Linked DNA regions of Mus musculus: all the other regions are linked to region 1. A link is a contact called in public HiCAR-type, HiChIP or PLAC-seq and promoter capture Hi-C data. All regions are on one chromosome and are shown on one strand. Each heading gives the region's core, a stretch centred on a gene start, on an enhancer-like site or on the middle of the called end of the contact. The rest is flanking DNA. Distances are from core to core; before and after follow the strand shown.

Region 1 (3,093 bases), core at 196-2,695:
CTGGACCTTCGGAAGAGCAGTCGGGTGCTCTAACCCACTGAGCCATCTCACCAGCCCAAAATAACAAATCTTACAAGAATAGAAATCACAGATTCATCCATAATTTGGAGAGGAGCTGGGTCTGGCACTGTGCAGTTGGGGGCAGAGCTCTGGACATTACAAAGCTATCCAATGAGCCCCAAGTGCTATTTGTGAATTGTCTATCTCCAAATCTACCTTATACATACTTGGTGTTCTAAAATGTTAAGTTTTTCTCGACCCAGCTTTCCTGCCAGCTAGACACAGGTAGGAGAAGGCAGAAGAAGTATCTGAGCCTGGGGTAGAGTCTGTAGCTTCTGAATACAATCCAAGTCAGAGCATCTCATATTGAGAGACAACTTCACAGTCAGTTAGATGCAGGTGGGGTCGGAACTATGTATGCTGCACCCGGAGCTCCCTGAGCCACTGTGCCTTACAGCCTTAAGTCAAAACACACAAAGACAGATCAGATACCTAAGACAACGATATTTAGAATTGGCCTTTTCTGCTTCTAAGTCCGTAAATTCTTATATTGTGCCTTCCTCTAATTTAGTCGCCCCCCTCCCCCACCCTATGGTAACACACGAGGAAGCACTAGACAAGTGGACAAAACACAAAACAGGAGTCAACAATATAGATTGAATTGGTGTTACACAGAGGTTTCATCAATCTAGGAGAACTTAACCGATGGGAGACTGTTTCAGCGGACTCCTTGTATAATCCCTGGAATTCCTGGTATCCTCTGGAAGTCTCTGATTAGTTGGACAGCCTAGGCATTGGGACCTAGCTGAAGTTCTCAAGTGCGGGGTTACTTAAGTTTCTACCTCCCAGCGTCAGTAGAGGGCGTTTCCAGAGCTCCCATGGCAAATAACTGATCAGAAAATAACTGATGGCCCTGGATGAACTCCCAATTACGTAGAAATTACTAAAACAAACAAGCAAACAAACAAACGATAGGTATCTCTCAATTGCCCGAACGGGTGTACAAACTCCATCCCCTTAACCAGAATCCAGGAACCAACAGGAAGCTTACTGTTTTTCTCCGAGTCTGCCATTCACCCCGGGAGTCTGCAGAGGGAACGCATTTCCCGGAGACCTTGGCTGGGTCAGCCCACCCCTCGATTATCCGGAATGAAGAGCGAATTTGGGACCATTATTTCCTTATGCGCTTCCATACCTTAAACCTGAGTTTTATTGGAAAACCAAATCAACCATTTCCGTCCAAATTTGAAGCAACCGTTTATTAAATATTAAGTACTGACCAAGCGGTGGATCTGGATCAGAAATATCCACAGAATTTCCCAGCTGGGATAGCCCCCGGTCACATGTTGTAGGGCTTTATACAGATAATCAATTTGGCCACCGTACTTTCCCACGAGGACTTGTTACTTACAAAGAACTACAATTCCCAGCATTCCTAGAAGTAACCTGGTTCCTGGGCAGGTGAGGCTTACAGGTCAAATTTGGGAATTACAATTTTCAAGCTTGATTTCCATTACATATCCACCTTCATTTCCGGAGGAAGAAGGGGAAGTGCCTAATGAATAAAGGTAGTTCAAGCAAGCTCCAGATTCCACCACGACTTAGAAAGCGCAGGGTCGTTGTTTACAAAGGGGAGGAGCAGGCAGCTGGGCGGCAGGAGCTGAGGTGATGGGTCCTTCCCGGTGCGGGATGGAAAGACAGACGGGTAGAATACAGACACAAGTGCTACTGAAATGCAAATCTCTATGTATCTGGAAAAGGTCTGGTACTGTACTGGAAGACCCGGCCAGCAACCATCATGCGGAGTCTCATCTGCACACCCTAACCCTCAGGGAGGTACTCGCGTTACTCAAGACTTAAGGGCCAATCAGAGCCTTGAGGTGGACCTGCCAGTCAGAAAAGGAGGCGGGATCTTCCGGGTGCCTTGCGGCAGCTTCAGCTCTGTAGCGGAGCGGGCTGGAAAAGTTCTGATTGTTTTTCTCTAAGCGCTGCTGCTGGGTGCTGTGAGGGAAGCTCTAGCAAATTGCTAATTCGCGACATGGTGAGTGCAGAGCCACTGCCCACAGGGGGGAGGAGCAGGCAGTTGTGTTGCAGGAGCTGGTATGGTGGCTTGTCCCTGGGTCTGGGTGGTAAGTGTGGCCAGATCTGACCACCTGTTACTTCCCTTTTTGTCCTAGTCATTCCCTGAACCCAGCAGTGGATGTGAATAACTTCGCTATGAGGGCTGCATCTGCTCAAAGCATCTGGCACAGAGACTTGTGTGTGGAAACATCCTTAGCAGGATGTCAAACTCAGGCCTAGTTTCTCTTTACTTCTAAAAGTTAACTCCCCTATCATTTAACATTTAGCTGTAAGACCTATTTGGAGTTAATTCTGTAGAGGTTGTAAAAGGCATTTCATGTTGGGTAGCACTCCAATATCAAACTGTGATGAAGAGTAGAATTGATGATGTTAAAGGATTTACCAATGCTTAGGAGATAGTAAGGGACAGCAAGTAGAGTTTAGCTGAGGGAGGAATGCCTCTGAGACACCCTACAGATAAGTAGTGTGCTAACCAGACCCGTTAGAGATCAGGATGCTAGGATAGATATATTTGTTCACTAGGATTGTCCAGAAAAGTGCTCCAGTGCTTAACAAAGGAGGCTACTCTGATTGGCAACCAGCCACTAGGGCCATCCTCATAGCAAAGAACTGGCTGCTCAAGGGAGCGTTCTAGAGTCCCAATCAACATTAAAGGCTGTTTATCACAAAGTGCTGCTAGTTTTCTTCTTGAGAAAAAGCATAGTTCTGCCATATTCGCAGGAGAACACCGGCTGGCAACTCTTTGAAAAGGGAAAACACTGTTGGGTCCAGGACTGGCTTGATCAAGCAAGGCTTTCTGTGAGGCCCTTATGTATAGAAAATGGCATAGCTCTTTCTCAAACCCAGGAACATGCTTGATAGAGCCAGGTACGCCCTCATGTATTGGGAGTAAAATAGAACTCCTTTTCTTTTTCTTTTTCTTTTTCTTTTTCTTTTTCTTTTTCTTTTTCTTTTTCTTTTTCTTTTTCTCCCTTTTATTATTATTATTAATTATTTTACTTATTTACATTT
Region 2 (3,093 bases), core at 410-2,909, 2.0 Mb before region 1:
GGCTCTGGAGATCCAGAACAGTCTTTGATGAGTTGGAGAGCCCATACACCAGAACTCCCTCCCTGGGCCATAAGTCTCTGCCTCTTCAGTCCTTCCTCTCTCCTCTCACTGCACCCAGAATCAGAGCTCTCAGTCCTTCTTCCTCTGATCCAGGGATATAGACCCCAGCCCTCCTCCCTTGGACCCAGAGGTGCATACCTCAGCCCGCAAACTTAGGTGTCCAAACCCCAATCTTATTCCATCAGTCTGAGGACTCCAGACTCCAGCCCTCCTTCAGACTCTGAGGTCAAGACCCACCCCCTCTTCCCTCAAACCCAGGGGTTCAGACTTCAATCCTCCTCCTTCAGACCTGAGTCCAAACCCCAGTCTTAATTCCCTCGGTCCCACGGATTCAGGCCCTAGCCCTCCCCCGTCACACCTAAGTGAGGTCCAGGCCTCTCTCAGACCTAAGAGTCCAGCTTAGACCTCCTCCTTCAGACAAGGTGAGCTCTGGTCCCTGCCTTTGCTCTTATCCCCACCCACAGGCTCTTTCTTCTAGGAAGGAAGCATATTCACACAGCACAGACTTGTCCAGAGGTCTGCGAGGAGAGCAGGCACTCGGCAGCCTGCACTCTGGACCTCGGACCCCACTTACCAAATACACCCACCACAAACTCTCGAATCTGCTGGGAGACTCCTCCCCTGATGACCTCAACTGTGTACACCCCTGCATCATCCAGCCGGGCAGAGGTGAGTTCCAGACCCCCTCGAATCTGGTCAAATCTCAGGCGGGCTTGATGCATGGGGTCCAGACTAATTAGTGGAGCCTGTGACCCCAGACCCCCAGCTGCCAATACCTTGGAACCCCGGCGCCAGACCACCAGAGGAGCAGGGGGACTGGAGCTGGGGACCGGGGTCAAGGGGAGCCTGATGGTGGTTCCCACTAGCACAGCCAGGGGTCCCCCCACTTGCTGAGGAAAGCTTGCAGCTTGGTAAATCTCTGAAGAAATTTTGGATCCAGGTTCAAGGTTGTGATGCTCCAGGGATAGCTTTGAACCTGAGGCCTTGGTAGGTACTTTGGTGTCTGGAGTTTGAACTGATATTTGTGAAGCTGGAGTCTTGACGAGGAAGGGAAGCCCAGAGTCTTTGTCAGGATCTTGAGAATCTAAACCATCAAGAGACACTCTGGAAGGAGGGGTTTCAGAGGAGGTGACATCAGGGCTGAGATACTGTTCCTCAGCGGAAACATTGGTCCTGAATAATCCAGGCACATGGCTTGAATTCAGCCCCTGAGGAAACCGGTTGGAATCAGGGATTCCAGCAGAGGCTTCTGAACCTGGCGGCTGGGGGTGCTGGCTGGAGGAGACGTTTGAAACAAAGTCCCGAGAGGAGCCCATGGAGTGTGAGGAGGAGGCAGAGGGTGGCTGAGAGCCCAAAGCTGGCTGGAGGGCAAGGAGCTCAGCTCTGAAGGCTGCAGAGGAGAGGAGGGAGGGGAGAGCATTGAGAGAGACTGCCAGGGAGTGGGCTGCTGGGGAGGAGAGGGGCACAGGGAACTTACCCAGGAGTAGGAAGGGCAGCAGAGCCCACGAGAGGCCCATGGTGATGGTCACACTCCAGAGAGGACACTACACAGAGATCCACAGCTTGCATTGTCCCAGGTCTGACAAGTCCAGCAGGAATGGTTGCTTAGCTTCCTGGGTGGAGAAAGGAGACAAATGTGGGAGGTGCCAGGGTCCCCTGGCATGATATGGTGGCTGAGTGGCCCGCTCCACCCTTCTTGTCTTCATCAGAGGTTGTATGGAGAAGCCCAGGCTGAACCTCCACTCCTCACCCCCAGGGCAAGGTGAACTCCCAGCTGGGACCAAGCAGCAAGCCTGTGGGGACCACGCAGGAAGACTTCCTTCAGGCGTGTCTGTGAAGTCAGAGCCCCTCCTGTGTCCCCACCTGGCCCAGGTGTCTTGCTTCCCAGCCTTCTGCTGTCTACTGTCTGACCTGCAGTCTTTTCTCTGACCCTGCCCTCTTCTCCAGATCCTTCTGTGACTCCTTATGATCCTCGGAACCAAGTCTCCAGTTGCTGTCTCTATCAAAGCCATCTACCCTGATACTTAGAAATCAGTTTCCATTGTTCAATACCTGATGAACTCAGCATCTCCCTCTGACCCATACTTTCAGGATCACCTATGCAAAGCCTGCGGAGGCTTCCCACTGTCCCCCCTACCCAGCACTGCTACCAATCTCTGAATACTACCTAGATCTCTTCCCATTTTCTCCTCTTGTACCCACTGCTCAGACCTTACCCTTTTCATCTGCAACCCCCTTCCCCCCCACACACACTTTCTGTAACCTCCTACTCTGTAAGTCCCCTCCCTGGCCAGCAGATCCCTCCCTCCATATCCCAGCCTTGCTTGGCTTCACAGCATCCTCTGCAGACATCCTTACTGGCCTCACCCACTTCTCTGCACTATGTCTTACCCTCCTGAACATGCCGCTCTTCTGATGCCATCTAACCTCCCAGCCCTTGCCAGCATTCTTCTCTTTACCTGGAATGCGTTTTCCCTCTCCAATCTGGCCACCTCACAACTGGTCCTTCAGGTCTCACCTCATTAACAGCCATAATAATGACAACTTCAGCTCAGCCAGGAACTATGCTAAATCCTACCAGCACATTATTATCAGGCTGATTTCTTTTTTCTCAGTGTCCTCTGAGCAGAATGTTTGATCCTCACTTCACAGACCAATGAGGATGCAGAAAAGCCAAATTTCCCATGAGAGGTTGCAGAGCCAGCAAGAGAGGCTGGACTTAGGTTAAGGCTGGTCAGATTGCTTCAGTCCGTCAGAACGTTTTCTTATCACCCCTTGCTAGGTAGGCTTTAGGCCTCTGCTCAGCTCTGAACCTCTGAGACCTAGTGCTTTCCGTGCTGGTGGAAGGCATGGTCAGAAGGCATTGAGCATGCTCCATATATTATCATATATAGCTCAGAAGTGCTATGTCAGAAAACCTTTTGAGGAAAATAATGTTTTGCTGGGCATAGTGGCACACACCTTTAACCCCAGCACTTGGGAGGCAGAGGCAGGAGGATCTCTGAGTTCAAGGCTATCCTGGTCTACATAGGG
Region 3 (3,093 bases), core at 214-2,713, 1.8 Mb after region 1:
CTCCCATCCTGGAAAAGCAGGCAGTAAGTCTAGAGGGTAAGCCAGTTTGTACAGACACAGTCAGGAATACGCTGTTCTCATGGGGATTTTGCATAATCCATTCAGCCTCTGACCACTCTGTCAGAAATGTAGACAGACATGTTTGTGCCTTTCAAATGTCAGAATGTATTAAATAGTAAATTCATGAGGTATAGCAGTCTCAGTGGTAGTAGTTTGTTAGATATTCTTGAACCATATATGGCATATCACATGGCAAATCTATCATCTATCTCTCTACCTACCTATCTATCATCTATCTACTTATTGATTTACTTATCATTTATCTATATCTATTCCTATACTCCTACCCCTACCCCTACCCCTACCTACCTAATTATCTATGTATGAAAGTCATGGGGTGATTACAAAAATTAAAGAAGCAAGGAGTTTCAAAGGAGCCTAAAAAGCCAAAATCAAACTGGTAGGGATGCATGAGTCTCTGTAGTGATTAGATAATGAGCCAAAACTGAGCCATACAGAAGATGCTATTGTTGCAGGCCATTATGGGCCATAGAATTGAGAGTAAAGCTATAGAGTTGAACCTAGCTGAAGAAGGAAAATGGCCAGGACCAGGTCCAGATAAAGGGATAAATGGACAACAACTTTAGATCAACAATGGTGACTAAATCAAGACAAAGCCCCAGGGACAGTTAGAAGTTCTCTACCTGTTGGTCTTTGACATATACTCAAGTGGTCATATGACAGGAAATCTCTGTCATCTCTCTACTAAATGTCCATCTCTTTACGAGGTCCACGTGAGGAAGTTATTGTTTATCCTTGGTCTGTTATGCCCAACAAGGTCTAGGGCATGGTTTCACTGATACTGTTCTAATATACTCATCTGGCCTTACAACCTTAGTTCACCCCCAATAAATCTATAAAATGGCACCATTCAGCTTTCATTTATCAGTCTGAGCTGCATGCATGGTGTCAGATAGTTGGGTATTGTTTGCATATCCATCTGGATCTGTGAACACAAGTTATCTTGTACCATCAAAATGGGGCCAAAAGCTACTTATAAAAACGGAGTTTCTCAAGACAAAGCTCAGTCTGAAAGCAAAGTCAAACACATCACTGTTTTACATAATATAAAGTATCTCAGAGAGGACACAGTCTAATCTCAACACATTTGCTTTCCTCATTTTGAGTGTGTGTGTGTGTGTGTGTGTGTGTGTGTGTGTGTGTGTGTGTGTGTGTGTGTGTGCATTAGACCAGTAGCTTACTCATCAGCATACACAGCAAGGATCTGGCCTCTACATAGTAGCAGCTACTTGTCTGAGGACTTTACCATGCTAAAATACCAAGCACTCACTGACCCATGCTGGGTGTATGATGCTATCCACATAGTGTAATGGAGGGTCCTGCCTTGCAGGATGGTCATGCCAGATTGGTCATGAAACTGACAGTGTCAGGCCTGTGTTGCTCCTTAAAGTACCATAAATGCTTTTAGTATCATTTCTCCCACGCTATCTTGGACTTAACTAGGGCTCAGTGAACTCTGCCCATTTTTCATACTTTACTGGGAATCCCAGGGGACCCAGGGTTGGTGGACCTTGATCTAATGAGAAGGAGATGTCCTTATTTCTTAGGTTTTGTTTTTTCCCTCTAACTGAAGCATGAGGACAAAACAAACACTGCAACCAAAGCTAGATGAATGACCTCACCAGGGAAGAGCACTGGGTGCCTTAGTCCTTGCTCTGCTAGCCTGAACAACAGCATCATGATTAACACAGCAGCAACTGGCAAGGGGCCGGGCTTCTCTGCCTATTGGACAGTTTGACTAGGTGACTTATGGCTTTATATTTTTAAATTGGCCTCGCCAGCACCAGCTGATAAATCAACACACAAGCCATTAAATGGTTCATTATCCCAGTAATATGATTCATACCGTGTGCCAAGAAACGCAGGAGATGCTAGAAAACTTAAAAATACCCCACTCGAAGCCACAAGTGCCCATTCTTGTCACTGATAGGCTAGATGAGAAAGTGTTCTTGGTCCAGAGGTCAAAGAGAACACTCAGCAGGTGGCCGATTCCCTCTAGCAGCCCTTGGCCTCTTGATGGAGTGTGAAACCACATCCTTGCCAGGCAGGCTCCAGGCCTCATTGAACTCTTACTCCCATACTCACAGGGCCCATCTTGCTGGGTTCGAGAGTCTGGTGTAAAACGCATTGTAGAGCACACCATTAGCCAGCTGCACTTGAGTGTGAAACCATAAAGTTCAGGAGAGCATGAGGTCACTGTTCGGTAGCAGAAAGACACTGGTCCTGGTTTCCAGCTCCATTTGGAATCAGTTAACATTTTTGTAAAGGTGTTTTGTTGAAAGGTGTGAAAGTGAAGGTCAGTGGAGCTGAGAAAATATTGAAACTAAGATAGGAATAGAGTGTTCCATAACTACAAAATTCATAATTCCTAAGGATATAATAAGTAGAATAAACTCAATTTGACTCATAAGATACACTATTATGATGTAGCTGTCTATCTCTGCTGTAACCCCAGGGGCTAGAACAAGGTTCACACATTTAAAGAACTTAATTATAGTTGGGTAAGCAGACAACTAACAAGGAAGCATCTAGTAGCTGGGAGATGTCTCAGTGTTTAAAAATCACCAGCTGCTCTTGCAGAGGGGTTCAGTTCCCAGCATGCAAATGGCTGTGGGTCTGTGACATCATTTCTAGGGGCATCAGTCCCCTTTTCTGGCCTCCATAGGCACCAGGCATAGAGGTGATACAGATACACATGCAGATAATTCACCCTTACACATAAAAACCTAAAACAAATGTGTAACTATGTGAGGTAGCACCAGGTAATCGTAAGTGAATCAGAGACAGATAAACAGAGTCCACAGGTACAGATAACAGTTTCCTCTACTGTGTTATAAGAGAAGATTGCTCTCTCTTTCCCTCTCTATCTGCCCCTCATGTCAGTGATCACAAGCAAGGTCTTCATGCACGCTTAGCAAATAAGACTGAGGTCTAACCTCCACCCTAGAAAGACATTAAACAACAATAACAAAACAAACAAAAACCACTATCCAGCTAGCTGAGTGTATTGCC
Region 4 (3,093 bases), core at 186-2,685, 1.8 Mb before region 1:
GTAATGAGACCTGACGTCCTCTTTTGGTGTGTCTGAAGACAGCTACAGTGTACTTACATACAATAATAAATAAATCTTTAAGTGGGAGTGAGCAGGGGCGGAGCTGGAGGTCAACCAGAGTGAGCAGAGGTCCTAAAATCAAACTCCCAGCAACCACATGGTGGCTCACAACCATCAATACAGCTACAGTATACTCATATACATAAAATAAAGAAAGAAACCTTAAAAAAAAAGTCTTTAGATATTCCCAGATGCTTTCTGTCTTGGAAATCGAAAGTTTCTGTTAACCCATTAAAGGTTTTTTTTTTTTTCTTTCTCAAAAGCTTGCATAATTTAGGAAAATACAATTTTAAAACAATGGAGATCTATCTTGCCTAGTTTATCTTTCCACAATAGCAAAATGGGAGCTATGAGATTATATTCAGTTATGTAGCCCAGGTTGGCCTCAGACTCAGAGATCTGCCTTCCTCTGCCTCCAGAGTACTGGAATTAAAGGTATGAGCCAACTTCTTGATCAAGATTTAATTCTTTTTTTTTTTTTTTTGGCAGGATTTCTCCTGGCTGTCCTGGAACTTTCTCTATAGACTAGGCTGGCCTTGAACTCAGAGGTCTGCCTGACTCTCTCTACAGAGTGTTGGGACTAAAGACGTGTACCATCTCCACTGGGCAAGATATAAATTTTTATTTTATGTGTATGGGTGTTTTATCTGCACGAGTGTCTGTGTACCACTAGTGTGCTCGGTGTCTTTGGAGGTCAGAAGAGAGCGTCCGCTTGGAACAGGAGTTACAGATAGTTGTGAGCTGACGTGTGAGTGCTGGAATTGAGCCCTTAAGAGCAGTTTGGGCACTTACCTGTTAAGCTACCTCTCTATCATATCATCCCTTCTCCCCTGCAGAATTAGGTTTAAATAGAAAGCAAGAGGTATGTAACTAAGCAGTCTTACCAAGCAATCTTAGTTTGTGGCCCCTCGCTATCATTGTCTCCGACTGAAGTCTGTCCTGCAAAGTGGTCTAGGAAGTTGTCAGAACGGTGTGAAATCTGTTTTCCTGTGACAAGTCCCTGCTCTGACTGCCTCCTGGCTTCAGCACATCCTTTCTCCCATCATGGAATTTCTATTTCTGTGTTCCATTGTCTCAATAGTCTGTAGAGGAAGGGGCACAGAATGTCTCTTTAGACTATCATATTCCTGCCAGGCCTGTCACACCATATGGGAGACAGCTTTCAGACTTCCACTCAAAGGCGTTGCATTTAGCTGCCCGCCCACATGGAATCAAAGTTCCTGGATGGTGGCCTCCAACGTCCGGAGCTCACTCACGCCGCCACCACAGTTTCCAAGGAAACTGGAACCACCCGGTCTGCCATGCTGACTGCTGGCAGGCACACTCGGGTCAAAAGTGTTAGTGGGCATGCGCATTATTCTACTGGGCGTGGACATGTCCTGCCGGAAATCTAAAAGACACCGGAAATAGAGTGGCCGTGAAACCTTAAATGTTGTAGTCATTCGAGTGTTACTTCGCTGGCGGGTCCGCGAGGTGGTTTGGAACTTTTCCATCCGGGACTCTTCGGCTTCCGTGGGCGGAAGTCGCCGTCAGGCGTGCCGTGTGCAGAGCTCTCGGCCGGGCAGTGTGAGGTGAGTGGCGGCGGCGGCGGCGCAGGGGGTGGGAGGACGCAGTGCTGTGCCGAGCGCTGGTTTGTGCTGAAGGACTGGGCTGAGGCGGCTGCCGGGGCTCGTCAGATGGGGTGGGGGTCGCGTGGTGCGCTTTCACCCTGTTCCCGAGGGTTTCCCGTATCTTGGGTGTTTTGTCACTTCCCAATGTGCTCTCCTGTGGGTTTTCACGCAGTCGTCCATGAAAGTTGTCAGCTGAGGCCATTAGGGGGCGGGACTCAGTGAGTGGGCGCTGCACGCAGCGGGTCCCCGGGTGGGAGTCGGGAGCTTAAGGGCGAAGACTTTGAGGTGGCCTGTGCCCCACTCAAGCCGTGATTGGCGTAGGGGTCAGCAGAGGCAGCGATGGAGCCTAGGGCGGGAGTGGGATGCTTGTGAGGGCGACTCTGGTCGTTAGTGTTGGCGTGGCCAGTGACTGTGGCTTGATTCCGGTTAGCACTATGTGAAGAAAATCCCGTCGGCTTGACCAAAGTAGCAAGTGTCAAGACCACAGGTGTCGGAACTGCGAGTGCTCAGGCTCTCACGGATGAGGGAGGGAGAGAGGGAGGGAGGGAGGGGGTCCCACGCTTTGCATGCTGCCTAGTTATCTAGGCTGCTGAGCTCAAGAGATTTCTTCTAAGGTCCGTAAAAGTAGGGAATCTTGTTTTATGGGCTGCTTTTGGGTCTCCTTTTCCAACTAATTCGTTCCTACCTCTGGATGACCAGCATTATTGAAGGAATGATCCCAAATATTAAAAACACTTTCACTCTTTGGGGCACATTAGAGTCATACTTGGGAATCCTTTGGACATTATGTGCATCAGTGCTTGCCTGTCTTTGGGATCCTATACAGACGTTAAAGATCACTGGTTGGCAGTTGACCAAAATAATATTGGGCCGTTTTATTTGTACCCTAATGTTTGTGTTGATTTGGAGTGCTTAAAAAACTGTGTATTGGTCTGAGAGGAGTAAGTAGCTCATATCTTTAAATCCCAGCACTAATGGGGCCCAGGCAGTGAAAGTTAAAGGCTAGCCTGGTCTACATAGCAAGTTCAGGATAGCCAGAGCTAAATAATAGACCTTGTCTCAAATACAGACACACACACACACACACACACACTTACACATGGGAGCGGGGGAGGGGGCACACAGACAGACATGGAGTGGGGGAGTGAGGATTGGATAAGCCTGTTTTTCTTAATGTGTCTGTGTAGACGGGGAAATGTCTAGAAACTCACGCTACAATCAAAATTGGCTGTCATCCTGAGCGCTTTGTGCAACAGGAAACAGGAATGCTGTTTTTAGATGCTGACTACAGAAGGGACTGCATAGATATGGTGGCCAGGGTGTTCCTTAGAATGAAAACAGCTCGAATATGTACCCCTGTTCTTCTATTTAGTGACCTACGAGCAAATCAAGCAGAGTAGTAATGCATATGTGTAGCTAAAAA
Region 5 (3,093 bases), core at 282-2,781, 1.2 Mb before region 1:
GATAAGAGATATATTTAATCTAGGCCACAGCTTCTAGTGGCAGACTACATTTATAAAGGTCACTGAAGATGGTAATTCTCTCTCCTGGTCTTCATATCTTACCCTGACCAGCAAGCTCAGTTTTTGGAAAACTGGCCTACTTATTCCTAATTGTTATGTAGACTGAAGTCCAGCAGTGTCATCCAGCCACATGGACTGAGCCACTACTATATTCTTCATCTGTCCATTTGCAGACAGCCATTGTTGGACTGGTTGGACCACAGCTTACAAGCCATTCCAATAAATCCACCTTCTACATATACAGAGAGATTCGATCTATCAGTTTTGTCCATTAGGATACCTTTATTAATACAGCTGTGGGTTTTTTCCTCTTCCCACTAAGGAAGATGTGCTGGCTAGCAATACTGTTGTGTAGAGTTTGTCATCTTTTTCCTGCTTTGCTCCCAGGGCTTTGTAAAATCTGATGCCTACCAGGTGAAACATAGCTGCAGTTTACCTGACCTGACCTGACCATGAAACCTCAGAACAAAAATCTTAGTGTTTCCTAAAAATCTCCTCAATTGTCAATATTCTGGGTGCCCTTCCCCTATGGGCTGGGTTGTTTATTTCACTGCAAGTTAAATAATGGGCCCTGCAAGCTATCTTCCTTGATTACAGGAGGGAGAAGGGAAGTGCTGGAAGACAGAAGCAAGACTTTCCCTCCCCCTGCTGCTTGAGGAATTCTCAGTTTACAGAAGCCTTTCCCTTCCCCCTGCTCCTTGCCCTTTCCCTGCTAATATAAACAAGCCTTTCCCTGCCAGTGTAAAGAAGCTCAAGACTGCCTGCCTCCTTCCCCATCTGAGAGGACTGACTAATGGTCAAAATGACCACAACTGCCATAGCAAGACTAGCTGTTCTCAAAATTAGCCATAACAATAAAAACGGTCCCTGGGACCCCGGCCTCAGTTTGAATTCTAAGATAAACCGACCTTGCTGACAGTTTCTGACATCGCTGGCTGACACCAAAAGTAAAAAACATAACTGTTACTTTGCTAGCCAACAATGATAAAGTTGTGTAACCCTCCCCCCAAGCCCCGCAAATGAAGAGTAGTAAAAAAAAAAAAAAAACCTTTACTGTAAGCAATCTGGGTTGACTCTCCCTGCGAGGCTGAGCAACCCTGTCCGCATCGGAATAAAAACCTCTCGCCATTGCAGCGATCTATTGTCAAGCTGTGTCTCTAGGGGTCGCGTTCTCAACATTTGGGCCCCTGGGGTCCTAGCATAACCACTTTGCCTTATCCCATCAGTGCACTCTCACCCTACTTATCTGGAAAACGGTAGGCCATGGAACAGCAGCATGGGCCAGGAATCACTAAACTGCGTCCCTTCAGCACACACTAACCTTAAGAGAGGTGCTTATGTCACTCGAGACTTGCTGACCAATCAAGGCCTCCAGTCTGACCTGCCAGTCAGAAGTGGAGGCGGGTGCTTCCCGGTGCTTTGCTGTTGGTTCCGTGCTGTATCCGAGGAGGAGTGTGGTGTGGTTTGTGTGTCCTGCTCTGTGTGCTACTGCTGGGTGCTGTGAGGGGAATTCATGCGAGCTCTGAATCCGCGACATGGTGAGTATATGGCAGCTGCTTCCAATGGGAAGGGGCAGGCGATTGAACAACTGGAGCGAGTATGGTGAGTCCTCCCTGGGGCTGAGTACACATCGCGAACCTCTGCTACACAGGGAGGGCTACTTGTGAGGTTGTTTGTGGTCTTAGCTGCTCTGAATAACTCTGCTCTGGGGCTTTATCTGCGCGAATATTTAAGCATGGGCTGGTGTGTTGAAACCTTCTTGGCAAGATGGCAAACACAGAAATGCCTAGTTTCTCCAGTATCTTCTACAATTTTGTTTGTTTGTCTGGTTGGTTGGTTCTTTATAACTTTTGGATATTAGCCCTTAATTGGCTATAGGGTTGGTGAACATCTTTTGTCAGTTTGTAGGCTACTGTTTTGTCCTATTGACAGTGTCCTTCCCTTACAGAAGCTTTTCATTTTTAAGAAATGTATTAACTGTTGGTCTTAGATCCTGAGCCATTGATGTTGTATTCAGGAAATTCTGTGCCCTGTACCCGTGCGTTCAAGGATATTTTTGCTTTGTCTGCTATTAGATTCAGTGTAGCTGGTTGTAATTGAGGTCCTTGATCCATCCTGTGCAGGGTGATTCTTCTATACACACTGCCAGTTAGACCAGAACATTTGTTCACAATGCTTTCTTTTCTATTCTATGGTATTGGCTTCCTTGCCAAAGAAGTGTCCATAGGTGTGTGCGTTCATTTCTGGGTATTTGATTCTATTCGATTGATCTGCCTGTCTGTACTGATACCATTTGGTTTTTATCACTATTGCTATGTAGTACAGCTTGAGATCAGGAATTGTGATGTCTCCAGAAGTTCTTTTATGGTTCAGGAATGTTTGGGCTATCCTGGGAGCGTTTGTTCTTCCAAATGAGGTAGAGATTTCCATTTTCTATTTTTTTTTTAGATTTATTTATTTATTATATATAAGTACGCTCTAGCTGTCTTCAGGCATACCAGAAAAGGGCTTCAGATCTCATTACAGATGATTGTAAGCAATTATGTGATTCATGGGATTTGAACTCAGGACCTTTAGAAGAACAGTCAGTAATTTTAAATGCTGAGCTCTCTCCAGCCTGAGACTTGCAACTTCAATGTGTGTAGAAAATTGTGTTTGAATTTTGAGGGGAATTGCATTGACTTTGTAGATTGCTTTTGGTACTATGGCCATACTGACTATGTTTTTTGGTTGTCTGTTTTTCAAAACTGGTTTTTCTGAGTGATGAGCTTGTGGTCCTAGGACTTGTTCCATCTACCAGGTTAGCCTTGAATTCAGAGAGTTCTGCCTGCCTCTGCCTCTCTGCCTCTCTGCCTCTCTGCCTCTCTTACTTTCAAGTGCTGGGATTAAAGGTGAGCGCCACCATACCCAGCTGCCAGTTTTTCCTGTAATCCTTGTTACTGTTTGAATTTGACTGAAGTTTGGGTGCAGGACTTACTTTCTATGAAGTAGAGATGACTGCACTGTACACTGATTGTGCCGTGTAATGTTCAC
Region 6 (3,093 bases), core at 374-2,873, 1.1 Mb before region 1:
TGTGATGGTTATTCTTGGTCGTCAAATACATGGAATTAACTAAAATGGCGACATTTCAAGTACTGTGAAGAATTTTTGATAATTATATCTTTTTAAGTTGTAAACCCTCTTTTAAATCTGGATCATTTGAAGTGATAAGAGATATCTTTAATCTAGGCCACAGCTTCTAGTGGCAGACTACATTGTAAAGGTCATTGAAGGTGGTAGTTCTTTCTCCTTGTCTTCATGTTTTACCTCTGACTAGCAAACTCAGTTTTTGAAAACTGGCCTACTTCTTCCTCATTGTGATGTAGACTGAATACCAGCAGTGTCATCCAGCCACATGGACTGAACCACTACTATATTCTTCATCTGTCCATTTGCAGACAGCCATTGTTGGGCTGGTTGGACCACAGCTTACAAACCATGCCAATAAATCCACTTTCTACATATACAGAGAGATCCATTCTATCAGTTTTGTCCATTAGGATACCTTTATTAATATAGCTGTGGGTTTTTTCCTCTTCCCACTAAGGAAGATGTGCTGGCTAGCAATAGTGTTATGTAGAGTTTGTCTTCGGTTTCTTGCTTTTCTCCTGGGGCTGTGTAAATTCTGATGCCTACCAGGTGAAACATAGCTGCAGTTTACCTGACCCGACCATGACACCACAGAACAAAAATCTTAGTGTTTCCTAAAAATCTCCTGAATTGTTAATATTCTGGGCGCCCTTTTCCTATGGGCTGGATTGTTCATTTCACTGCAAGTTAAATAATGGGCCCTGCAAGCTATCTTCCTTGATTACAGGAGGGAGAAGGGGAAGTGCTGGAAGCCAGAAGCAAGACTTTCCCTCCCCCCTGCTGCTTGAGGAATTCTCAGTTTGCAGAAGCCTTTCCCTTCCCCCTGCTCCTTGCCCTTTCCCTGCTGATATAAACAAGCCTTTCCCTGCCAATGTAAAGAAGCTCAAGACTGCCTGGCCCCTTCCCCATCTGAGGGGACTGACTAATGGTCAAAATGTCCACAACTGCCATAGCAAGACTAGCTGTTCTCAAAAATTAGCCATAACAATAAAAACGGTCCCTGGGACCCTGGCCTCAGTTTGAATTCTAAGATAAACCGACCTTGCTGACAAAGTTTCTGACATCGCTAGCTGATCACCAAAAGTAATGAACATAACTGTTACTTTGGTAGCCAACAATCATAGTTGTGTAACCCTTCCCCACTAAAAAAAGAGAAAGAGAGAGAGAAAAAAAACCCACCAACAAAACTGTACTGTAAGCAATCTGGGTTGACTCTCCCTGAGAGGCTGAGCAATGCTATGTGAATCTGAATAAAAACCTCTTGCCATTGCAGAGATCTATTGTCAACCTGCGTCTCTGGGGGTCGCGTTCTCAACATTTGGGCCCCTGGGGTCCTAGCACAACCACTTTGCCTTATCCCATCAGTGCACTCTCACCCTACTTATCTGGAAAAAGGTCGGTCCTGGAACAGCAACATGGGCCCGGAATCACTAAGCTGTGTCCCTTCATCACACACTAACCTTAAGGGAGGTGCTTATGTCACTCCAGACTCGCTGGCCAATCAAGGCCTCAAGTCTGACCTGCCAGTCAGAATTGGAGGCGGGTGCTTCCGGGCGCCATGTTGCTGGTTCAATGCTGTAGCTGAGGAGGCTGGTGTGGTTTGTTTGTCCTGCTCTGTGTGCTACTGCTGGGTGCTGTGAGGGGAATTCAGGCGAGCTCTGACCTCGCGACATGGTGAGTATATGGCAGCTGCTTCCAATGGGAAGGGGCAGGCGATTGAACAACTGGAGCGAGTATGGTGAGGCCTCCCTGGGACTGGGTGCTAGCTGCGCACCTCAGCTACACAGGGCCACATGTGAGGTTGTTTGTGGTCTTGGCTGCTCTGAATAATTCTGCTCTGGGGCTTCATCTGTGCGAATATTTAAGCATGAGCTTGTGCGTTGAAACCTTCTTGGCAAGATGGCAAACACAGAAATGCCTAGTTTCTCCAGTATCTTCTACAATTTTGTTTGTTTGGTTGGTTGGTTTTTCAAGACAGTGTTTCTCTGTATTGCCCTGGCTCTCCTGGAAATCACTCAGTTTGGCTAGCCTCAAACTCAGAAATCCGCCTGCCTCTGCCTCCCAAGTGCTAGGATTAAAGGCGTGCGCCACCACTGCCTGGCTTTAAACACACACACACACACACACACAAAACTTTTTTTTTTAATCTCATACAATTTTTACACTTTCTTTTAAGATTGTGATGCAAGATATATTTGGAGTTAATATGAGAAAGTTGTAAACATCACCTCCTGTCCAATATTAAGCTGCCCAGCACTGTTTTAGACTCCTCCGAGTTTATCCCATCATGTAACAGTGTCTGCTGACTTTATACACCGCAGGAAGGAGTATAAAAGACGGTATTCTTCTTAAGAAGCTGACCTGGCATAAGGTATTGCTTGTGCGGGACCTTCCCATCCCACCTTTTGTACTCTGTACCTTCTGCCTCTCTTCTCCTTTTCAGCCTTTGGGATCTTCCACTTAGGACTGTGTCACTGTTTCAGGTCTCTGATGTACTTAAGAAGTACTTCTGGGGTATCTTTGCTGTGCAAACCTCCCCTCTGCCTAAGTGGCTAGACTTGCAGTCCTCTGTCCCTGTCTCAATTGTTCAAAGTGTAACCTGGAGGCTGAATGCAAAAGAGACTAAGGATAATGGCAGCTGTGGAATGCAAGGTCTGTTCTAGGCTGGCTCCTCTTTGAGCATTAACCAGTGCTTGACACATGCTAGTGTTTGGTGGTTTTTTCTGGTTTTTGGTTTTTTTTTTCTTTGTTTGTTTTTATTTTTGTTTTTTGAGACAGGGTTTCTCTGTGTAGACATGGGTGTACTAAAACTCACTCTGTACACCAGGCTGGCCTCGAACTCAGAAATCCATCTGCCTCTGCCTCCGAAGTGCTGGGATTAAAGGTGTGTGTCACCACGCAGGGCGACTCATGCTATTGTTAAAGAGATATTTCTTTCTTTCTTTTTTAAAAAAACATTTATTTATTTTTTTATATGTAAGTACACTGTAGCTGTCTGCAGACACTCCAGAAGAGGGCGTCAGATCTCATTATTCA

Evidence for each region. Promoter capture Hi-C pulls out the DNA fragments that hold promoters and counts their contacts. HiCAR-type assays count read pairs that join an accessible place to other places. HiChIP or PLAC-seq counts read pairs in DNA pulled down with a chosen protein or histone mark. Capture Hi-C pulls out chosen DNA fragments and counts their contacts.
Region 2: a contact with region 1 is called in a promoter capture Hi-C map of pre-B cells, with 5 times the contacts expected there. The contact joins the promoter of Vsig10l here to the promoter of AW146154 in region 1. A contact is called at or near these places in 5 of 39 promoter capture datasets (the HPC-7 cell line, cranial neural crest, hippocampal neurons and 2 more).
Region 3: a promoter capture Hi-C map of pre-B cells shows a contact between it and region 1, with 8 times the contacts expected there. The contact joins the enhancer-like site here to the promoter of AW146154 in region 1. A contact is called at or near these places in 4 of 39 promoter capture datasets (cranial neural crest, embryonic stem cells, hippocampal neurons and 1 more), 1 of 484 Hi-C or Micro-C datasets (CD4 T cells) and 1 of 9 other capture datasets (liver).
Region 4: a HiCAR-type map of astrocytes shows a contact between it and region 1, with 5 times the contacts expected there. The contact joins the promoter of Zfp715 here to the promoter of AW146154 in region 1. A contact is called at or near these places in 4 of 39 promoter capture datasets (cranial neural crest, hippocampal neurons, maxillary cranial neural crest and 1 more), 2 of 484 Hi-C or Micro-C datasets (CD4 T cells and rod photoreceptor), 1 of 115 datasets of contacts at active chromatin or transcription factors (astrocytes) and 1 of 9 other capture datasets (pancreatic islet).
Region 5: a promoter capture Hi-C map of liver shows a contact between it and region 1, with 4 times the contacts expected there. The contact joins the promoter of Zfp975 here to the promoter of AW146154 in region 1. A contact is called at or near these places in 2 of 39 promoter capture datasets (embryonic stem cells and hippocampal neurons), 2 of 115 datasets of contacts at active chromatin or transcription factors (large pre-B cells and stem cell-derived neural progenitor cells) and 1 of 9 other capture datasets (liver).
Region 6: a contact with region 1 is called in an H3K4me3 HiChIP or PLAC-seq map of embryonic stem cells, with 5 times the contacts expected there. The contact joins the promoter of Zfp977 here to the promoter of AW146154 in region 1. A contact is called at or near these places in 1 of 39 promoter capture datasets (embryonic stem cells) and 1 of 115 datasets of contacts at active chromatin or transcription factors (embryonic stem cells).

What each region holds. Positions count from the first base shown.
Region 1 is chr7:41,498,242-41,501,334 of GRCm38.p6, reverse strand. It overlaps AW146154 (expressed sequence AW146154), which reads left to right and starts at 1,445. Exons shown (of 4, transcript NM_001033530.3): 1 at 1,445-2,041. The coding sequence starts at 2,039.
Region 2 is chr7:43,461,717-43,464,809 of GRCm38.p6, reverse strand. Vsig10l (V-set and immunoglobulin domain containing 10 like) reads right to left here and starts at 1,659. Exons shown (of 10, transcript NM_001368881.1): 1 at 1,538-1,659; 2 at 635-1,450; 3 at 1-4. The coding sequence starts at 1,577. It overlaps Gm39000 (a long non-coding RNA gene), which reads left to right. Exons shown (of 3, transcript XR_003946763.1): 2 at 1-729; 3 at 1,770-3,093.
Region 3 is chr7:39,674,306-39,677,398 of GRCm38.p6, reverse strand. No RefSeq gene overlaps it. Among named protein-coding and RNA genes, the nearest start is that of Gm26327, 45 kb to the right of the region's middle. Within about 2 kb of position 1,463, at least 20 of the 459 cell types and tissues checked have an H3K27ac peak or open chromatin away from gene starts, as enhancers often do. A contact at or near this core is called in pre-B cells, where this site is marked.
Region 4 is chr7:43,311,642-43,314,734 of GRCm38.p6, reverse strand. It overlaps Zfp715 (zinc finger protein 715), which reads left to right and starts at 1,435. Exons shown (of 5, transcript NM_027264.4): 1 at 1,435-1,631.
Region 5 is chr7:42,691,156-42,694,248 of GRCm38.p6, reverse strand. Zfp975 (zinc finger protein 975) reads left to right here and starts at 1,531. Exons shown (of 4, transcript NM_001008427.1): 1 at 1,531-1,598. The coding sequence starts at 1,596. Gm38998 (a long non-coding RNA gene) reads right to left here and starts at 1,399. Exons shown (of 3, transcript XR_001778103.2): 1 at 1,298-1,399.
Region 6 is chr7:42,591,075-42,594,167 of GRCm38.p6, reverse strand. Zfp977 (zinc finger protein 977) reads left to right here and starts at 1,623. Exons shown (of 4, transcript NM_001362112.1): 1 at 1,623-1,731. The coding sequence starts at 1,729.